2 separate regions of the Capsicum annuum genome follow, and region 2 is linked to region 1. Evidence: chromatin contacts called from public Hi-C data. All regions are on one chromosome and are shown on one strand. Each heading gives the region's core, a stretch centred on a gene start, on an enhancer-like site or on the middle of the called end of the contact. The rest is flanking DNA. Distances are from core to core; before and after follow the strand shown.

Evidence for each region. Hi-C and Micro-C count contacts between places; a contact is called where the count stands out from the background.
Region 2: a contact with region 1 is called in a Hi-C map of leaf, with 2.6 times the contacts expected there. The contact joins the enhancer-like site here to the promoter of LOC107868290 in region 1. A contact is called at or near these places in 3 of 5 Hi-C or Micro-C datasets (bud, leaf and placenta).

The regions. Positions count from the first base shown.
Region 1 is chr4:10,874,901-10,881,370 of UCD10Xv1.1, forward strand. LOC107868290 (homeobox-leucine zipper protein MERISTEM L1) reads right to left here and starts at 4,035. Exons shown (of 14, transcript XR_007054409.1): 1 at 3,837-4,035; 2 at 3,406-3,478; 3 at 2,426-2,712; 4 at 1,406-1,523; 5 at 143-331.
Region 2 is chr4:10,920,591-10,926,787 of UCD10Xv1.1, forward strand. No RefSeq gene overlaps it. Among protein-coding and RNA genes, the nearest start is that of LOC107869832, 18 kb to the right of the region's middle. Within about 2 kb of position 3,086, at least 3 of the 5 cell types and tissues checked have an H3K27ac peak or open chromatin away from gene starts, as enhancers often do. A contact at or near this core is called in leaf, where this site is marked.

The sequences.
Region 1 (6,470 bases), core at 2,785-5,284:
CTAGCTCAGCCTCTAGGTAGCATATGTTGACACAAACACTAGGGGTTGATTCTACAATTCAATACCCTGATCAACAATATATATGGCTTTAACTCATAGCTAAATCGTTCGTAGCTAATAAATCTTTTTGATATTGTAGTACCTCTTCTCTGAGACGAGCGTTCTCAATCCTCAAATGCTGCTCATCGAATGACATTTCCCCAATGGAAGCAGGACCGCCACAATTCGGGCAACTAGCATTGCCAAGAGCTTCTTTATACCTTATATTCTCCGCCCGAAGCTTCTCATTTTCAGCTCTCAATTCTGAGTTCTCATGGCGCTCATGTTGAGCCTATAAATGACAATCCAAATACGAGTTAATAATAAGGCCGCCTAATTAATTATAAAGGATAATTCAGTAGACAAAATATTCTACATTCATAGACTAGGATATATAGGGCCGCAAGACAAAAGGTGTGATGCAGACAGTCTACCTTAATGCAAGTATTAGCGTGTGCTTCCATGACTCGGACAAGATTCCCATGATGGACCACTTAATTAATTATAAAGGATAGTTTAGTGGACAAAAATATTTTACATTCACATAAGAACTAGGATATATAAGGCCGCAAGAGAAAAGTTGTGATTCAGACGGTTTACCCTACGCAAGCATTAGTTTGTGCTTTCACGGCTCGAATAATAAGGTTCCCATCATGTACCACTTAATTAATTATAAAGGATAGATCAATGGACAAAATATTCTACATTCACACAAGAAATAGAATATATAGGGTCGCGAGATAAAAAATGTGATGCAGACAGTTTACCCAAATACAAGCATTAGTGTGTGCTTCCACGACTCGAATATAAGCTTCCCATTATGGACCACTTAATTAAGCATAACCGGTATTTTAAATGGTTCTTTGAAAAGTTCCAAAGTCAAATATGAAGGCATTTAATGCTTTATAAATCTTTAATAGAGTTTAATTTCAATATACCTGCAATACTTTAAAAGAAAATATTACAATATTATCTCACTAAAAAATAATTAAAAAACAGCGGGGTTAGTTATATATATAAATTCTCATTGATCATTTTTTCATTTAAGCTTGATTCATATCATCATCGTACCAAATAAACAAATGAAAGTTAAAAATAAGTTAAACATATGTAAATAATAGTAGTAATAATGTTAAAAAATATATACATATTATATTATTGAAATATAAATCTATGATAAAATTAAAATACTACTAAAAAGGTATCATGTCTAAAATCAACATACTAATAAAGTGAGATGTAACCAGAATAATACGATACGTTACTAATACAACATAAAGGTTAAAAGAACATGCATCCCAAAATTTAAGCGATTATTCAAGAAATTAACTCGAAAAATTAATTGAAAGTAGAAAAATAATGTCACCTTCATTTGAGTACGCTTGTTCTGGAACCAAAATTTCACTTGCAAAGGCTCTAACCCTAATTTTTTTCCTAGTTCTTTTCTTTGTTTATCATCTGGATGAGGGCACTCTTTGAAAAACCTGGAAAAATATATATATATAAAGTTTTTTTTTATACTATCTTATTGTCTATAATAAATTGAATTAATTACCCGGTATTTAAAATTTTGAAATGTGCGCTTTTAAAGTTCACGTTAGAAAATGATATTTAAAAATTGTTGTAATTGTGTTTGAAAATGTAGTTCACTAGAAAAAGAAGTTGAAGTATTTTAAAAAGAAAAGTTGTCGAAACAAAATTTTCACTCGTCTTCAAAAACTAACCAAAAAAACATTTCTAATTTATAATCAAACACTATTTTGAAAATATGTTTCGGAAAAAAGAAAAAAATCTCTATGTTAGATAAATATTTTTTAACACTGTCAACATATATATAAGATTCTAATATATAAGAATGCTTACGATTTTACTTTTTGAAATTTGAAATTGTGTTTGAAAACATATATTTCACTTAATAAAAGTAGTCAAAACCAAATTTTCAAACTCTTCAAAAACTAACCAAAAGATCACCAAACAATGTGTTTAGAAGGGAAAAGAGTCAGAAACATATTTAAACTACAACGAAACTTATTATAATACGTTTCAACCTTACCGGGTCCTATGACCCTCTCGACTATTTATTACCGTATTTCTGCGGCATATATTTATTCAACTGGATCACTTTAAATCCTTACGCACATGTGCGCGTGTATTCACACAGGGTCCAACTAGGCAAATACATGCCACAAAAATACGGTAATAAATAATCGAAGAGTGTCAACGGACTCCTGCATAGTTGAGGCATGTTACAATAAATTTCATCAAATTTTAGGTATATCACAAACCTTTTTTGTTTTTTAGAATACATGTAAAAATCTATGTCGAAACAACATGGAAATTAAACCTTTTTTTTTTTTGCACTGATGATGTATATAAGAGAACTTACGATTCCATTTCTTGAATTTGAATTTGTGTATGTCTATGATAACGTTTCTTTTTATTTGGACGTTGATTAGGATCTTCATTATCATCACCACATGGATTATTTTCCATAATATCTGCCATTGATTTGCTCTCAAATTCATCATCTCTAATTAAATCCAAATCATTTTCTGGTGATTTATTATGTGACATATCAAGTAAATGATGATGGCTTTCAAACATATTTGGCTGAAACATTTTCACTTATAATATTTATAATAATATCCTTCTTGCTAAGTTCTCAACTTTTACCTGCCAGAAAACAAAAACAAAAAATATATGTGACATTAGGTAAATAGTAAATACTAATATAAAGGAACACAAATTAAGAAAAATAATAATTTAGGAATTTTTTCATAAATTACACGATTTTTATGATCCTAAATAAGAATTCATAATGTTTAAATTCTGAATGTGATTTTGAAAATAGATATGGAGATAAAATAAATAAATAGGCTACAAATATGAACCGTGAAAATTATAGAATATGGAGAGTTAGTCAAGTGATGATGGTTAAACTGACTTTTAACTTTTTTTTTTTTAATTTGAGTATAATTTTCAAGAAAAACCTAAAAAAGACTAATATTTTTTTTCTTTCTTGTTTATATACAACTACGAGTGTTTTTTTTTTTTTTTGGGCTTTGTCTGAAGAAAACAATTTTGGAATAATTTGCAAATAACAAATGAGAAAATATGACTTTTCTTGCTAAGACTTTTGGTGTCCCAAAAAAGTACTGAAAATGAGAAATTTTTAGGAAAAGAACAAAGAAAGAGTTGACACTATGAGAAGCTACGTTGATCCAACTCTTCAAAAATTTGATTAGATGTGTCGAATTCTTCAAAAATAAATAGTATTTTTTCAAAGATTTAACATAGATACAAAAAATTATAATAGAGTTCTAGCAACATAGATAAAAATCGAAATAATATTTTTTTTTTACTTACTCAAGTTATTATCCTCAGATAATGTCCACGAATATTTCGATAGAGTACTCCAACTTCACTCATAATTTTCATACTGCAAAACAATATAAAGCAAAAATTTATATATGTCAAAGTAAATTAGCACTTGAACATAAAAAAGTGTCAGATTTGGAAAAAAGAAAAGAATATGTATTGAATTATTTTGTAATGAAAAAATATTATCACTTAATAAACAGGTCAAAACACTTTCTCAAACATGAAATTTATCTTATAAAAAAATCAGTCCAATTTATGACCATATAATGTTTTTTTAAAAAATTTTTGAAAAAAAGTTGTATGCTTATACAACATACAAACTAGAATTTTTTTGGACTAAGTAAAATTTAATAATTTCTCAAAAGAAAAAAAGAAGATACATGAAATGATGAAATTATGTATAGTAATTAACTCACAATCTTTGAAGCTTTGAAAGTGAAGTATATATAAGAACATAAAATCCTCCTGAAGTTTTAGGGTTTAGATCTAACTTTTCATCCAAAAGAAAAATTAAAAAAGCAGACCACTTTTAGGTTTTCTTTTTCTTGTGGGATAGAATTTTTAAGAAGAATTTTTCTTGAGAATATGGGAGAAAAAAAGAGGAAGAAAATTAGATAGATAAGAAGAAATATGGGAAATAAAAAGGAGTTAATGTAGAGGATGCAAATAGCATTTAATGGCGGGAGAGGTGGTATTAATGATATTGTTGAAAAGAGAGAGAAAGAGAAAGTGTGTATGTTTAAATTTTCGGTTCGATCAGTGACGGATTTAGAATTTTCGTTAAGGGATTTAAAAGTAAACATACAAACTAACCGAGCGGATTCAATATCTATCGTATATACGTAAAAGATAATTTTAACTACATATAAATAGTATAGTTTTCTGTCGAAGGGGTTCCGGATTGTTGGCTTCGAAATCGAGAGGGCGTCATGCGGAAGCTATTAACTGCAAACTATTGTGGTGACAATTCAGAAGACACATAAAATAATACTAAAAAGCTTAATATTATTATATTATTTGGCCAATTGGCCTACATATAAAACCTAATATAAAAACATAAAAATTAATGAGAGAGAAAATTTTTCCCTAAACAAAGACTTTTTAAAGAACTACATGTGGATGCTATTGTGTTATTGTATGAGAAGAGGGGTTTTCTATTTATAGATGTCCAAAATCTTTCCTCCAACAAAGAGGTTAGTCAAGTATGGAAAAGTTTTATATTTTCCTTTCAGGAAAAGTAAAAGTATTTATGGTTACTTTTATTTTCCTTTCAGGAAAAAGTAAAAGTTAAATTTGGTAAGAAAATCGAGGCAAAAATCCTAACACGGATGAACCCCCTGACCTAAGGGTACGCTCTGCGCCGGTGTTCGATATTCATATTGGAATCTGACTAAATTTGGACTCGCGTATTGTGAGATTCATTTTTGCGCCCGGTACGTCAGACATGATTCTTTTCATCTCCAAAGGCTCGAACGCGAGTTTATTTATCAAACTCATTTTTTGAGAGATATGGAGATATTGTATTATAGTGCTAGGGATAATTTGTGCTCTTATTCTTCTGTTAAAAGTAGGAAAGAGCAAGTGTCTGTTCAGATCAATCAAGCGATAGGGGCAGAGACTTCACTTTGCTAGGACGGAGTTACTGTCGATTGAGGATTGGCCGAGGGGTCCTTGATATTTGATTAAGGACAGAGGGACCTCAACCATCTCACCCCTGTTCATATTGATATAACTAAATTTGGATCACTCATTGCAGGACCCATATTTGACGGTAACTTGATTCTTTTTCGTATCATGGGGCTCAAATTTGAGACGTTTTATTAAGAATGAAAAAACCTTAATCATCTCATAGATTGGTGTTTGCTATCCGTTTTGAGGTCCTTCGATTAATTTGATTTGCACTAAAAAAAAAATTAATCCAAATGTTTCTATCAAAGGTGACTTTATGCACCGTGCTTGAACCTGAAATGATGAAACAACTTATATTTTGCTTTTGACTCGATGTCCGATTAATATCGATTTTGAAGTTTAATTAATTTAAATTCGTGGTGAGATTCTATTATGAGAGCTTGAGTTCGATATGTGAAACAACTTAATTATTAATTTTTTATTTTATTTTCCTACCTAATGTCTGATTTTATATATATATATATATATATATATATATTTTCTTTTTTTAGAACCTGATTTATTCGAATTCGTGATAGAAAATCCCACTTTGGGCACTTATACTATACAGCTCAAATCTTGCTGGATCCATGTCTTTATATTTCTCTATTCTATTTTTTTTTTATAAATAAATAAATCTCTATTGTTTAACTTTACAAGATAAATTTATTATGAAATATTCAATTTTTGGTAAGTTTTTCCAACATAATTAATTAAGTGTCCAAATATGTAAGAACAATAGAGTATCTGATAGAAATATTTTGTATAGAAATCCAATAAATTAAATGAAACGATTGACAATAATCATGCATACTATCTAAGTAGATATTCAATGTATTAATGATAAATATATTTTCTGTCTATCTAGAAAAGCAAATTAATTGAAATGTGAAACCTATTAAATTAATTGTTCAAATTTGGGACACCAGACCTACCCTCCAAAGTGCATTATATATAGTCTACTAATACTCCATCCATTTTAATTTAATTTGTTTGTTCGATTTTAATTTGGTAGGAAATTTTAAAAAAATAAAAAGATTTTTAAATCTTATAATATTAAACTAAAGATATGTTGAATGTATCAAAATGATCTTTAATTTTATATATTAAATATGTTGTGTGGAAAGTTAAAATTAAGGAGTTGTTAATATTAAAGTATTCAAATTATATAGCTTTACTTTGAGTTTAGTGGTCTGATTACATGTAATTTGAGTACATTGTCAAAGAAGTAATGGTTTTTATTTATTAAGATTGTGAGTATAATTTCGTGGATTTTTTTTCTATTAATTTTTTCGTGATTTGAGAGTTCTTAGTTGTGTATTGGACCTATTTATATTGTTGTATTTGAGTTATCGCCTCTTGATTATTTTGACTTTGAGAAA
Region 2 (6,197 bases), core at 1,836-4,335, 45 kb after region 1:
GTTGACGGAGAGTTGCCTGCTTCTCCTGCCATTTCCCTCTTATTATATATATATGTGTGTGTGTTGCGATTGTATCTGCAATTACATGATCATTATTATTGTATTCATATCGAAGAGATACAAGAAAGTATTTAATTCATTGTGCAATGTCTTAATCAAATGGCAAGTGACATGATCAAAGTCGATGATCATAATTAAGCTATATCCTTCATCGATCATTATGTGTATTCATATCGAAGAGATACAATAAAGTATTTAGTTCATTGTGTAATGTCTTAATCAAGTGGCTAGCGACGTGATCAAAGTCGATGGTCATAATTAAGTTATATCCTTCATCGATCTCATTATTCATACAATTCCACATCCATAAATTGATCACGCGAGTATCCATTCCTATACTCGCTTAAGATTCATTAAAGGAAAAAATATTTTCTACAAAGTTTTATTTTATTTCAGGACTCGAATACGAGATATCGTAGTGAAAAAACAAACAAAAATCTTAGTAAACCTATTATATTATATATTTTAATCTCCACCACTTTCTAGATAGATCCTAATTTTCTTCAAAGCAGTAAATTTTTTTTTTGTTCTTTTTTGCTGTGATATATCACTTAACAACATTAATATTTCATGGTATATGGAGGACATTAATTTATCAACTAGCTAGACTAATCATGAAAATATTTTTTTTACAGTGAATCTTGCTTTATCTGAAAAATTCTGATCTTTTATAATTAATACCATAATATTAATGGTTTTGGTACAAATTAAATAAGTAAGCCTATATTCCTGAGTCATCATAACAAAATATATCCTTACAATTTCATGTGGTATTAAACCTTGAAATATTGTAGACTTAAATGTATTCAAATGAACTCATTTGGTTCCAATGATGTTGGAAAAATATGTATCAAGAATACAAAATATTAAAGAAGAATTTAAAGATGAAGGTCTGATAATATGAAGGGAAAAGGCTCAAATATGTCATTGAACTATCAGAAATGAATTATTTATGTCATCAGTTAAAAGTTCGGCTCATTCGTGTCATCGCCGTTACGAAACCAGCTCATCCATGCCATTATTTTTAATGATAGATTTTCAAAAACAGTTTTGTCACGTGGTCTTTTATTAGAGGTCCACGTCATTAATTAAAATAAATCAACATTAATTTTAAGATATCTTAGACCTATTAAAAAGAACCAAACCATTTAACAAAGCCCAATCCACGTCCATTAAAGTATTTTTTTCTGCAACAATAACTATTTTTCTGATAAAAAATATAGTGATTAATGTATATCCTTTGATTGTTTCTTGTTGATTCTAAATCATTATAAATGTTATATTTAACAGAAACCTCAAAAGTTCTATCATACAGTAACTGATTAATTGTAATTCCAATGACGATATTCCGAAGTTGCCAGAAAAGAAGTCAATAAACGATCAATTCAAGCTAGAAAAGAAGGAGGTGTACCAATAAAATCTCTCCGTTCTCCCATCACGAATTAGGGGAGCATACATTGTTGAAAAATTATTTTCAAATAACGACTTAAAATTAAAGAAGTCAGCTATATCCTGCCATGTATATGGGATAACTTATCCCATTACTATGATATAAATGGCGAGATAAATAATTTCGATACTAACTAATTTAAGATATTTTGAAATTAATGTTGATTTATTTTAATTAATGATGCGGACCTATAATAAAAGGGCATGTGACAAAGCTTTTCTTGAAAACCCACCCCTAAAAAGTAATGACATGGGTGAGTTGGTTTTGTAACGACGATGGCATGAATGAACGAAATTTTAACTGATGACATAAATGAGCCATTTTTGTTAGTTCAATGATATATTTGAGCCTTTTTTTTTTATTTTAATTAATGACGTGGACCTCTAATAAATAATCACGTGGCAAAGCTGTTCCACATTAAACAGTAATGACATGGATGAGCTAATTTTGTAACGCCGATGAGATGAATGAACCGAACTTTTAACTGATGGCATAAATCAGTCATTTCTGATAGTTCAATGGCATATTTGAGTCTTTTTCCTAATATGAACAACGTACACAAAATTGAAGGCTTGAAACGTGTGTATAGTGCTTTTCTAAAAACGGTATTTGCTCCCTCTCCCCTGTAAGATCGTGATGAGATTGTACGCAAATAATTTTAGCGGATATGACTAACCTATGAATTTCTACACTAAACAAATAAGTGAAAAAATTCTATCGGCCAAATCAAGAACTTGAACTTGAACTTGATCCTTTTAAAGAAGAAAAGAATTCATTGAAGAATGTTATAAAGAACGAATTAGTAAACGTTATGATAGAAATCACAAGAATATGGATTTAAATAGAACTACTTTAAAGCAGAGTAGTTTCAAAAGACCGAAGGAAAGCTGGATCTACTCTAAAGCAGAGTAATCGTACTTGTCTTTTTCTTAAAGTGGATTGAGGTCGCATCTACCTCGTCTCAATCAGTCGAGCTTTATCGATCAACTATTGAAAAACGACTAATAGCTTTTCTTTCTTTTGATAAAGGTTAACGGCCCTCTTCAATTATTATTGATGCAGAGCGTATGGATGGAAGGTCAAACAAGAATTTCTAGAGCGAGTGTTGGATTTTCGGATTCAAAAAATTTTAAGAATTGTTTGTCTTATTTTCATCTTTGATTGGCTCATGCTACAATAAAGTTAATTTAGTAAAATGAATAATATTTTTTTAAAGAAAATGTCAAATTAATATGAATCAAGTAAAATGAAAACAAAGGTGTAAGTATTTGTGTCACCCTTGGAATTAGAGGCGGAGTCAGCCCTTTAGCAGGGGTTCATCCAAACTGTCTTTGACGAAAAAATATATTATTTATATATGATTAAAATTATTTTTTATGTATTTATAGTAGGTGTTGACCCACCTTCGACTAGATTTTCTTCAAATATTAAATCCCTGAATTAAAATTCTGGCTCCACCTCCGCTTGAAATAAAGGCAAAGAGAAGAATTAATGAGTGGTTTAGGTGTTAATGGTTTCATGTCAAAATCAAATTATCCATTAAGTCATTGTTGACCTATGGCTAAAATCTTTGGTGGACCACTAATGGGATTTACATGTATATATGACAAAACATAGCTTTCTTCTTTATTTTTTTTAAGGCCAAAGGCATTGATACACACTCAAACTTGTTGTCAAAATTCACATAGACACCTAAACTAAGGTCTATTCCTATCAAACCCCTAAACCCCCTACATTTTGTTCCAATTGGACCTTTTTTGCCTATGTGGCACTGCGCGTGGAGTGCCAACGTGGGAGGCGCGTGAGGAGCATTTTTTTTACTAATTTACAAATAAAAAGATGTTAAGTGGCATTGAGGGCCCCAAAATTTTTTTAATAACAATTTTTTTTATACACTAAAGACCCTTTTTAATAAAACAAAAAGCATTAGGGGGTCCAATTTTTTTTTTAAATAAAATAATACGCTAGAGGGCTTGGGGTACGTGGGGGATTTTTATTATTATTTTTATTTTTTAAAAAAATTTATAATTTATTTTTAATAATTATTTTTTATTTTTTAAATAATTTTATAATTTCTTTTATATAATTAGGCAAAAAAGCATTAGGGGGTCCCAATTTTTTTTTTTAATAAAACAATACGCTGGGGGCTGGGGGCCTGGGGATAGGTGGGGGAGTTTTATTTTTATTTTTTAATAAATTTTATAATTTCTTTTTAATAATTAGTTCTTTATTTTGTAAATAAATTTATAATTTCTTTTTTATAATTAGGCTTTTATTTTTATTTTTATAAATAATTTTATAATTATTTTTTAATAATTTGGATCCTCAATGCCATTTTTCATTTTAATTTTTTAAAAAAATTTTTAATAATTATTTTTTTATTTTTACAATAATTTTTAATAATTTATTTCATTTTAAAAAAAATCATATATTTTTTTTAAAAATAATCAGTTTTTTATTTTTATTTTTCAAATAATTTTATAATTATTTTTTCATAATTTATATCCTCAATGCCATTTTTATTGTCATTTTTAAAAAAGTTTTATAATTATTTTAATAATTAATTTTTTATTTTTTAAATAATTTTTTAATAATTTATTTCATTTTTAAAAAAATTTTATAATTTTTTTAAATAATCAGTTTTTTATTTTTATTTTAAAAATAATTTTATAATTATTTTTTCATAATTTATATCCTCGCCATTTTTTATTTTTATTTTTAAATTTTGTTATAATTTTTCTTAATAATTATTTTTTTTAAAAAAATATTTTTTTAATAATTTATTTCATTTTTTAAAAAAATTTATAATTTTTTTAAATAATCAGTTTTATTTATTTTTTAATAATTTCCTCAATGCCATTTGTATATACGTTTTTTTAAAAAATTATAATTAATTTTTTAGTTATGTTGATATTTAGTTCAGATTAATTCTGATCGTAAGATTCATTAAAAGAGAAATCCTCGTAGCACATGCCATTGCATAATTAATAGCAAAGAAATTATTTCCAGTTTGATAATTGGCTAATTACATGATTAATTAATTAGAAAGTAATCTCACAATTTAACCAAATAAAGACAAAAAGTGCACCTATGCGTAAAGGCAATAAACACCTTTGCAATTGAAGTAGACACATTCATGCATGTTGCATTTAATATATATTGATATTGTACACTCCATTATCTTTTCTTTTTTCATTATATTATATGTGTTCGATATTTGTATTAATCTCGATTAAATTTAAATTTACACCGTGATATTTCATATTAAGATAAAATGCTCTCTAACAACAAATTCATATTCAACACTCAAAACCATATTAAAAATGATTTGAGTGTTTATAACTTCACTACAATCTAGGGGTCGGTTTGTCAAAATAACTTCAAAAAGAAAAAAAAAAAAAAAAACTTGGTGCGCTAAAGCTCCCGCTATGTGAAGGGTTCGAGGAAGGGCTCCATAGGGGCGTATTGTACGCAGTCGTACCTTGCTATTCTGTCGGAGGTTGTTTCCAAAGCTTGAACCCCTGACTTCTTGGTCACATGACAACAACTTTACCAGTTACTCCAAGGCTCCCCTTCAAAGGGCAACCCGATGCACTAAAGATCCCGTTATGTGCAGGGTTCGGGGAAGCACCCCACTACAACGGTCTATTATATTGTACGCAACCTTACCTTAGAGTTACTAAGTGACCCTTTCGAGACTCTTAACAGATACAAGTGCATGCAAACATAGGTGGAGCTACAAGGGGCGTAAGATGATTCATCTAAACCCTCTTAAAACTAATATAATAAATTGCTTCATTAAAAAATTATATTATATATATAAAATTAAATATTTTTTTATGTATAACTAATAAGCACTCATGAGTTCACTTTAACTTCTTCATGTGATTACTTTTTATATTTTAAATTTTCTTTAAAAAAAAATTTGAATCAAGTAGAATCTCATTCAAACAAAAAAAAATCAATATTTGATTATATATGCTATTAAAAATTTCCCCCATATATATGGAAGTGAGATTTGAATTACATATGTAGTAGTTAACATATAAATGTGCCAGCTAGCATTGCATACAAAGACAAATACAAATATATAATGTATAATTATTTTCTTACTGTCACGTTGATTTTTTAAGAATTAATTTGATTAATTTTAAAATTTAATTAAATATCTTAAAATAAAAATTTAAATATTCAAAAACTATAAGAAAAGTACTATGATTTAAAACTTCTTTATACTATTATAATAAAAAATATATTTTATAATATTAAATTAAATTTATATTATTTAACTCTCAATAAATACAACGTGACAAATATTTTGACAAGAAAGACGCAGTAGCTAATAAATGAGATTGTCTGTATTTTAATATTGCATTGTACTATAGTCAAACTAAAGAATTATTGTATGGATGTAATACTGACTATAAAGTATAAATTTGATTGTTATATTATATATTAACCTTGAGGTGGTTATAAAAATTATAAACTTTAAATCATGAATTTGTATTTGGTTATGCTACCACACACACATAAATGTGGGATATAACCTTGCACGTAAAATAATGCAGTAAATTAAGAGTGTGGTCGGTATATAGGAAAATATTATTTTTTAAAAGTTATATCTAATATTTTCATGTTTGATTGATCAAAATTTTGAAAAATATTTTTTCTAGAAAAATAAATTTCT